Regions from separate parts of the Gossypium hirsutum genome. Here region 2 is linked to region 1. Evidence: chromatin contacts called from public Hi-C data. All regions are on one chromosome and are shown on one strand. Each heading gives the region's core, a stretch centred on a gene start, on an enhancer-like site or on the middle of the called end of the contact. The rest is flanking DNA. Distances are from core to core; before and after follow the strand shown. Region 1 holds the start of LOC107954975. Region 2 has its middle 12 kb from the start of LOC107956797.

The links. A called contact is a pair of places that touch in the nucleus more often than the background predicts.
Region 2: a Hi-C map of leaf shows a contact between it and region 1, with 2.5 times the contacts expected there. The contact joins the enhancer-like site here to the promoter of LOC107954975 in region 1. A contact is called at or near these places in 2 of 34 Hi-C or Micro-C datasets (both in leaf).

The regions. Positions count from the first base shown.
Region 1 is chrD07:52,441,757-52,447,043 of Gossypium_hirsutum_v2.1, reverse strand. LOC107954975 reads right to left here and starts at 2,519. Exons shown (of 1, transcript XM_016890668.2): 1 at 759-2,519. The coding sequence starts at 1,590. The coding sequence ends at 895.
Region 2 is chrD07:52,754,280-52,758,984 of Gossypium_hirsutum_v2.1, reverse strand. No RefSeq gene overlaps it. Among protein-coding and RNA genes, the nearest start is that of LOC107956797, 12 kb to the left of the region's middle. Within about 2 kb of position 3,069, at least 2 of the 9 cell types and tissues checked have an H3K27ac peak or open chromatin away from gene starts, as enhancers often do. A contact at or near this core is called in leaf, where this site is marked.

The DNA of each region.
Region 1 (5,287 bases), core at 1,270-3,769:
ATTGCGCTTATGAGGAATTTGGAGAATGAATTATATGAAACTATGATTCCACGTCATTCCTATCCTTTTCTACTAGGAGAATGACAAATCAGATTTTTCTTCCAGATTTTTAAGTTTTTACTCTTGAAAAAAGTTCAAATCTAACTAAAAATGCTAAAAATCAGGTGAAAAAATCTTATTTGTCATTCTTCTATTGAAAAAGAATAGAAACAATATAAAATCCAGTTGTCATACCATCTTTTCCTCACAAATTAGAGTCTATACTTGAGATAAAATATGCATATACATAATGAAAACACTTGTATAATTATATACTAAAGTCCAAGAGCATAGCAGGCACTACCTAGAGCTAGCTACGATTATATCAACAAGCACATACACTTAACCCTCTCAAAGCCATTTCTGGCTTCATTTAATTAATGTTGACATATCAAAACTAAACATTATATATATATAAAGCAACTTCAGATATATTATACATAGCCTTTTTCATAATCAATCCAAACAATGTTTGAGTTTGACACTGTACTGACCAATGATGGCATTATTTCAGCTGACTTGTCTCCAGGGATTTAAGATCAAAGATCAGATCAGATGATGATAAATATATGTCCAGAAAAAAGGGAAAAGAATGTGCAAGTGGAAGCTCCATCAAACTGTCTACTTTTGATTACTTTAATGAGCATTAAGGGTGATGCAGTACCACAAGTTCTTTATCGGAGGGTATCCAAAGTTCTGAATAATATTAGCACATGACATGGCAGCATATAATATTGCTGGGATATTAGATTTCTAAACTTGTAAAAGTTACACCAAATCCGTATGGATCAAAAAAGAAAAAAAAAAGAACAAGAAGAAACTTGGAACATTTGGTAAATAGAAATGTAATCTTAATTAAGCTTCAATCTCAAACCTTGAATACTTGATGGAGCCCATGGATATGTCAATCTCTATCAGGTTTTCCTCCTCATTCATGTCGTTCAACTCTGCTAAAAGCTCCATTAAACTCCGTTGCTGGAAAATAGATTCCGGCATGAATTCCGGCAATTTCTGCTGCATACTACCGTACTTATTGTTTGGCTGGTATTGTCCTCCTGGAAGGGAGATTTCAATGAGACTATCCTCGTCGTCCGACCAATCTGGGGTTCCATCCCTGTTATCCCGGAACGACCAGTCCACTTCGGAGTCTTCAGTGGTTGGCAACTGATCATCATTAACGCATTCCTTTTCAGACAGGACATCTGGTGATTTGGCTATGCAGTCATGGATCTGATGATCATATGAAGCACCTTCCTGATCTTTTGAGTTTTGCTTATTAAGTTCACCTTCAGGCTGTATTTGAGGTGAGCTTTCCTCAACAGATTTATGAATATCCTCTTCCACTGATTCCACCACCAACTTCAGTTTCCTCTTAGATAATATGAAGACAACAGTTGACAAGATCAACACTGTAGATGTGAAGAAGATGGATAAGGACCCAAAGATAAAAAAACTAGCAGATGTTATCAGTGGGGCAAGAACGACAACCCATGACACTGGGTTTTTGAGGAGAAACAAACAAGTACCCATTTGATCATGTCCCAACTCCATGGACTAGAAAAAAAAAAGGCTCTTATATATCACTAAGGTTAACTATACAAGGAAAAAAAAAAAGCAAGGTTTCAGGCTGTGAGATCAGAGAAGAGCATATATGGATGAACTTGTAAACTTAGTTTTAGGTTTTCAGAATAAAGGGCATATGCAGAAGCAAGAAGACACATATCCAAAATAAGGAAGGGGTTTCATAGATTAAAAAAAACCCAGGAAAATAAGAAGGGGTTTTAGTAGGAGATGATGTATGAATCAGCAGTTCATCTAAATAGTAGTACCCAAAAGGGAAAGAAGGAAAACCAGGTAGCCAGTTTTGCCTGTAATATCAATCTGCTCAAGGGAAAGAGGGAGTGGTTTGCAAAAGAGGAAGCATATGCAAGTTGAATATAAAAAAAAATGTTATTGGATTACATAATTTGGACTGTGCAAAATAAGACTAAATTTCTAGGCTGTTTCTCTCATTCACACTTCACTCATCACCAATTCCCAAAGGCCTCCCAATTGCTTTACTATATATATTAAACACACAAATCAGGTGGTCTTCCCTACTGCAACTGATTCTCTTGGAAACCACAAAACCCTTTGTTTTCCCTGTATTGATAATTTGATTTACAGTCTCAAAGCTTGGAAATGAGAGAAGCCATGTGCAGACATCTGAGCTCACCACATGGCACTTTCCCTCCAATTTCAGGGGTTGTGAAAACAAAGAGTATTATTATAATATTTCTCTTCTGCCAACCCCAAGAGTCAAGAACCCTATTATCTAAAACCAGAACACCCAAACCAGAAGCTTCACTACAACAGTGAAAAAACAAAAGAAACACCATTAATGCATTCCTCATCTTTGAACCACCAATCGCATTTAGAGACACAGCTTTTTCTTATGAATGCTTTATCTAAAAATCTCTTAGAAGAAGAAAAAAAAAAGACCGTTGATTCTTCCTTTGAAACTTTAGCAGTAACAAGCTTTGACATCAAAACTTTATATGCAGTTATTAAAAAAAAACTATAAGTAATTAATAAAGAATCCATATTTATTTGCAAGACTGCAGTTAAAATCTTCATCAAAAGGCTAGAGAGATCAGGGAGAAGAAAAGTTGAATTAGGGCTTAGGAGGGCCTTTAATGACCCTCTAGGCAAATAAAAGGAAGAATGAATGAATATTCACTGTATATTTGACAACTTCAACTGTTCAAAGTACTTGAAATGTAATCTGGATTACAACAAGCAGATCAGTTTGAGTCAAAAGGATTCCCACTATCCCCTATTGAAAGTTTTATTTTGTTTATTAGTACTAGCTAAGTACCACTGCTACTGTTGTGTTTGGTTTAGGGCAAAGTCAGCCATTTGCAGACAAATTGTAGTGCTCCTTTGGGTAGCTGAAATAATAAAATCATTTATAAGCAAATGAGTAAAAGAAATCCTTTCTTTTTTCATTTTCTTTTCCCTAATTTCTTTAATTAGTAGGGCAAAAAAAGTTCTTTCCAAGCCATTTGCCAAATACCCCAGAGAAAGAAGAAAAAGAGAAAAGCTACTTCCCACTTATAAATATATACCAAGAAACTATATAATATTGAAACAAATTAAACATTAGCCTTATAGTCTTTCAAGTTTCTTCTCCTGATTTTTTTTAAAGCAAATGCGTTATTCATTCTCATAAAAGAAGTGATGAAACAAGTAGCATATTACAATAAGAACAGTCTTCGGAAGAAGCTCAAATATAATTGTGCCATTGACACTCTTGAAATGTTTCAAGCTCTGGGAAATTGTCTTCAACTTCAATTTTGTTAAGCATCATGTATTAAAAAGGTGATAACATGGTTTGAACCAAGTTTTTGGGTGATATAGTTAAAAATATTTGCATCTGATAAATTAATGAAGAGTTTGGTTTAAGGCTATACATGGCGAAGGAAATGCCTCTACGTACCCTACCAAAACCTTAGCAGGACCACCTAGTGTCTCGCTTAAAGCACTGCAACGCCGTCGGCTCCACCCTAAATGACACTATATTGTAAAATATTTGCAGATCTTTCTAGTTTTGTTTCATCAAAGATGCGTGGGTTCATGCGGTATGCCCTACACTTGTTCAAATCATGATTATGATGATATGAATTAGGAGCTTTGCGCTTCTCCTTTTTAACCTCATGCCGGGCTTATAATTATGGCTTTCCACTTTCTAAAGGCTCGGAAAATGAAGTTAAACAATGTCACATTTTTATTCATCATCCAACCTCCATTTTGCTCTAACTGGCCTTGGCAGTCTGTTTATATCAGCAAGCATCCTCATGTCTCTTAAATATTCAATAAATTGAAAGCTTTTGCTGAGAAAAAGGATTTTTTATTATTATTATAAATTCGTTTGATTATTAATAAAAATAAACTATTTAATAATTATAAATGTTTATTGATAATAAGGCATAAATAAACTAGATTAATCTTTAAGCCTTTTCTTTTAAATATATAGTTTCTTTACACTATAAAAACATTAAAATAAATACAATTAGATTTTGGCATACCCACAATCTCGGTACAAAATGTAATTATGTAATCAATATATTTTTAAAATTAATATAAAAAAATTAAAGCTTTGATTGAAATCTTAAAGAAAGATGTTAAAAAACCATAACGTCTTGGGTTTAAATTTCATTATGTAAAAAATATATTTTTAAAAATTAATATAAAAGATAATTGAAACTTTAGTTGAAATGATAAATAAAAAGATGTTACAAACCATAAGGTTCAAATATCATTATGTACATGTTCTTTTTTATGTAAAAATTATAAAACAAAAACACCCTCAAATTTATATAATTTACTTTGTAAATGAATGGTATTTTAGTCATTCTCCAATTGAGTTGATTCGTGACACCAACTCAATTAAGGGGTTAATATATAGTATAGATTATATTAGTTGAAAAAAATAATAAAAAAAAGTTTTTATATATAAATAATAGTTCAAGCTGTTTTTTTTTGGTATCCTTAAGTATCCACTGAAGTAAGTCCAATAATTAAATTTTCACATTTTATAGGTCCAATAAAGGGTCGGTGCTGACAACAAATTTTAAAATTGTTCCATACCTAAGTCAATAATCAAACCCTCTACCATTGGTTAAGACAATAGTGTTCCTTACTATGTTACTTAACCACATTATTATAATTTGAGCTGATTTGACTAAGTACAAACTTAATCCAAATTTGTCCTATATTGATCTGTGCCAAAATGAATTATGATACATACTCAAATATGTTTTTAAATATGAATCCATTGATTATATAAAAAAAAAACTTGATTACTTTTATCTAAATATAAATTTTAGAAAAGTAAATCGATAATTGAATCTAAATTTATTATCCGTAAAAGTGGATTCAATTAAAGAAAATTAAAACCTGAACTCATATTTATCTATAAACGTAAAGAGGATTCAAATAATGGATACATAATCATAAATATTCACATCTGTTATGGATAATAATTACAAAATTCAAATATTATTCAATTTATATATATAAAAAAAGAAAAACACAATTCCAATACCTTCAAATATAGGCATGCATATTGATTACCATCATTAGATGAGTCCTTCCCTAGTTAAGAATCTTTTGTGTTAATTTATAGTAAAATTAATAGAAAAAAAAAGGATGAAATAAAGGTGGGAAGTGCCACTTGTCAACAAGTTGTGCAAGTAAAGCAGTGCCG
Region 2 (4,705 bases), core at 1,820-4,319, 310 kb before region 1:
ACCATATATTTGTCTCATTATACTCAGGAGATTCTAATCCTACAGAAATTCCCCGTATAAAAGATGCCCACTTTCTCTATGATTGAGCTTATCACAACAATTTGATTATAAATATTCGGTTTGAGTTTTAGAATCACAATATTAAAAAAGAAAACCAAAAATCACCTCTAAATTATATAATTTCCAATAATTAATTGAACAACATTAGAAACTACTAATTAAATGCAACAACCTTAAGCTCTTTCTTCTTTTCAAACTGGGTGGTGTTTAGACTTTTTAATTATGAGTTGATGATACATTACGAATTAAAGGGAAAAAATCAATCCATCTTCATTTTACATATAATAACAGTGGAGCATCGGGTTAGACTGGACTGTGAGTCTAAGAGAGTGACCTTCAAAGTTGGGGATGATGTGGAGGCTGTGATGGTTGGTAAGCGTTGAGATTATTTATCTAATGTGATTTTCGCTCTGGCAGTTGAAAAGCTAATTCGAAAGAGGTGTGATGCATATTTGGCATATGTGCATGATATGAGTAAGGTGGATTCAGCTATGGAAGGAATTCATATTGTTAGGGACTTCCTTGATGGCTTTCCTGAGGAGTTATCGGGATTACCTCCAGATAGGGAAGTTGACTTTGGGATTGAAATACTACCAGGTGCAACTCCGATGTCCATTGTCTCATATTAAATGTCATTTCTTGTTAAAAGTAAATGTTGATTTTTTTAATTTTAATCTAAAAATATAATATTTTATATTATTAGGATGGTTTTGGGTAAAAACTAAATATAAGTTTTTGTTTTTACTTAAAATAGAGATCATTTATTTCAAATATGATTTTTTAAGGATTTCAACATTAAAGGATGCGTAACTATCCACTTATTCTTTTTCAATATTTTTTTTGAAATTTTTGCATTAATTAAAAACTATAATATCATTATTTAACACATTTTAAAAAAAATTAAACCTTGAAAATTCTTACAATTATTATTTGACAAAAAAAACTTGATAATTATTGAACTCTTATACTTACCGTATATTTGTCTCATTTTACTCGTATCAAGAGTGTAGGACTAGATAAACAACTTGACAATTATTAAACTCTTATACTTACCATATATTTGTCTCATTTTACGTATAATAACAGTGTAGGATTTTATAAACAACAACCAAAACTCAACAATTCTGTAACTCTTATACTTACCATATATTTGTCTCATTATACTCAGGAAGATTCTAATACTAGAGAAATTTCCCGTATAAAAGATGCCCACTTTCTCTATGATTGAACTTATCACAACAATTTGATTATAAATATTCGGTTTGAGTTTTAGAATCACAATATTAAAAAAGAAACCAAAAATCACCTCTAAATTATATAATTTCTAATAATTAATTGAACAACATTGGAAACTAATAATTAAAGGCAACAACCTTATGCCCTTTCTTCTTCTCAAACTGGGTGGTGCTTAGACTTTTTAATTATGAGTTGATGATACATTACGAATTAAAGGGAAAAAATCAATCCATCTTCATTTTACATATAATAACAGTGGAGCATCGAGTTAGACTGGACTATGAGTCTAAGAGAGTGACCTTTAAAGTTGGGGATGATGTGGAGGCTGTGATGGTTGGTAAGTGTCGAGATTATTTATCTAATGTGATTTTCGCTCTGACAGTTGAAAAGCTAATTCGAAAGAGGTGTGATGCATATCTGGCATATGTGCATGATATGAGTAAGGTGGATTCAGCTATGGAAGGAATTCATATTGTTAGGGACTTCCTTGATGGCTTTCCTGAGGAGTTATCGGGATTACCTCGAGATAGGGAGGTTGACTTTGGGATTGAAATACTACCAAGTGCAACTCCGATGTCCATTGTCCCATATTAAATGTCATTTCTTGTTAAAAGTAAAAGTTGATTTTTTTAATTTTAATCTAAAAATATAATATTTTATATTATTAGGATGGTTTTGGGTAAAAACTAAATATAAGTTTTTTTCTTTTACTTAAAATAGAGATCATTTATTTCAAATATGATTTTTTAAGGATTTCAACATTAAGGAATGCGTAACTATCCACTTATTCTTTTTCAATATTTTCTGTGAAATTTTTGTATTAATTAAAAACTGTAATATCATTATTTAACACATTTTAAAAAAATTAAACCTTGAAAATTCTTACAATTATTATTTGAAAAAAAAACTTGACAATTATTGAACTCTTATACTTACCGTATATTTGTCTCATTTTACTCGTATCAAGAGTGTAGGACTTGATAAACAACTTGACAATTATTAAACTCTTATACTTACCATATATTTGTCTCATTTTACATATAATAATAGTGTAGGATTTTATAAACAACAACCAAACTACTCGACAATTCTGTAACTCTTATACTTACCGTATATTTGTCTCATTACACTCAGGAGATTCTAATCCTAGAGAAATTCCCCGTATAAAAGATGCCCACTTTCTCTATGATTGAGCTTATCACAATAATTTGATTATAAATTTTCGGTTTGAGTTTTAGAATCACAATATTAAAAAAAGAAAACCAAAAATCACCTCTAAATTATATAATTTCTAATAATTAATTGAACAACATTGGTTGCAACAACCTTAAGCTCTTTCTTCTTCTCAAATTGGGTGGTGTTTAGACTTTTTAATTATGAGTTGATGATACAGCACGAATTAAAGGGAAAAATGAAATCATTTTCACGAATAATCTTAAAAAGGAAAACTTAACAAGTGCACAATAAGAAAATAAAGGTTTTTTCATTAAGAGAATTTTTTTTCAAAAAAAGGCTCTATATATTTTTTAATGGAATGAATTATACTGCTATAGGTCTCAAAATAAGTTTGGCTAGATTCTATGAGGGATGATGAGGTAGGTAACAATGGGAAGGATGGAAATTTGGAATGGGCAGAAACTGTGATGGGTTTGAATGAGCATGATGCTGATATGAGCCTAATATAAATATTGTTGAAGTTGGCCATGTTCAGATTATGGTTCAGGGATTTGAGGTGCAATCCAGATGTTGGGCCTAATGAACTTTGTTTGCAGACCCAATTTGAAGAAGTAGGCCATGTTCAGATTATGGTTCAGGGATTTGAGGTGCAATTCAGACGTTGGGCGTAATTAGCTTAGTTTGCAGACCCAAAAGTCTTTGACCTTGAAGACAATATTGCATGGTACAATGTAACATGTGATTCTCTTTTCCCAATAGAAATAAAATTATCCAGGCCAAAATATAGAAAGTGACGCTTGTTGAAGACATGGGCTCTTGGCAGGTACTAAAACATAGTGATGAAAATTCAAAAGAAATGCAGCAATGATGGATCTCAACCCGTTTGGCCGAAGAACTTTGAGAATGGAGGTTTCTTTGATGTGGGAACTAGGCAAGTTATCGGTTTTAGAGTTAATTCTGCTAAAAATTTCGTTATTGATGCACTCATTCTACTTGAGGAACGTCATGTTGAGGCTAATCTGTTAAAGGGGCCGCTGGCACCGTGGCACGGGAGGAATGGGATATTGGTATGATTTTCTTTTTGGGTAAATATATTATTTGATACTTAAACTTGGTTTTGATGTTTAATTTAATATTTGAGATATTTGTTCTCAATTTAATATTTTTGTTTCGTTTTGACACTTGAATTTTTGAAATTTGATATTTAAGTTTTCTGTCTCATTTAAATACTCGGATTTAATTTTAATATTCAATTTACTTAAATTTTATTTTTTATCGCAGTTAACTACATATTTTTTTACTAAAATATATGTACCAAACATTTATTGGAGTGTTTGAACTGAGTATTAAATTAAATAAAGTGTCTTAATATATTAACTATTTTTTCAACGCATAAGATGAAATACTGGAAATTCTCAATTTCATTAGATACCATACTGTATTTTCAGCTTTGTCAGATTTTCAGTGCAATGGTGATTATTTATGTTTAAAGAAGTTTTATGTTTAGAGACATTGCTTTCAAATGGTTGATTCTGGTAATAAATTTGTTAAATAGTAATAAATTCTTTTAAAATATTTTAGATTACGTTTTAAGATGATATATTTAAGTTATAGTTATTTCGATGTATTTTTAATATTTTTAATTGTGATGATGCTTGTAATTTTAAAAATTTTGTTACATATATTAATAGAATAATATATTATATTTAACATGTGATCATATTAGAATAAAATAATATTTACAATTTAATTTAATAATAATCAAAATATTTTTATAACTAATTATTTTTTTATTATATTAATTAAAAATTGAGGATAATAATAAAATAGAATAATAGTGAATTGATAAAGGTAATGTTATTCTTTTATTTCAAACTCATTTAATAAATAAATTTTAGAGGTTAGTACATTTTTTTCTAAAATTTAAAAGGTGTAAGTCTTATGGGTCGCGAATCAAACCCGTAACTATTGCGCACAGTGAAACATATGGAGAAGCCTATTTACTTAAAGTTTTGCTGGTCCAGTGAAAAACATTAGTAAAACTAGAGTTACCAGGATAATTAATATAAATCATAATGGATAAAGACGTATAGAGCTTAAATCCTTTGGGACTCTCATCTTGTAGATAGGCACAAATCTTGACCATCTATGTAACTTAATTTGTAATGTTGAATTTGGGAGAGCTCAACTATAAACAAAGATCTTCCCCCTCATTTGTAATCACTCAGTTGTA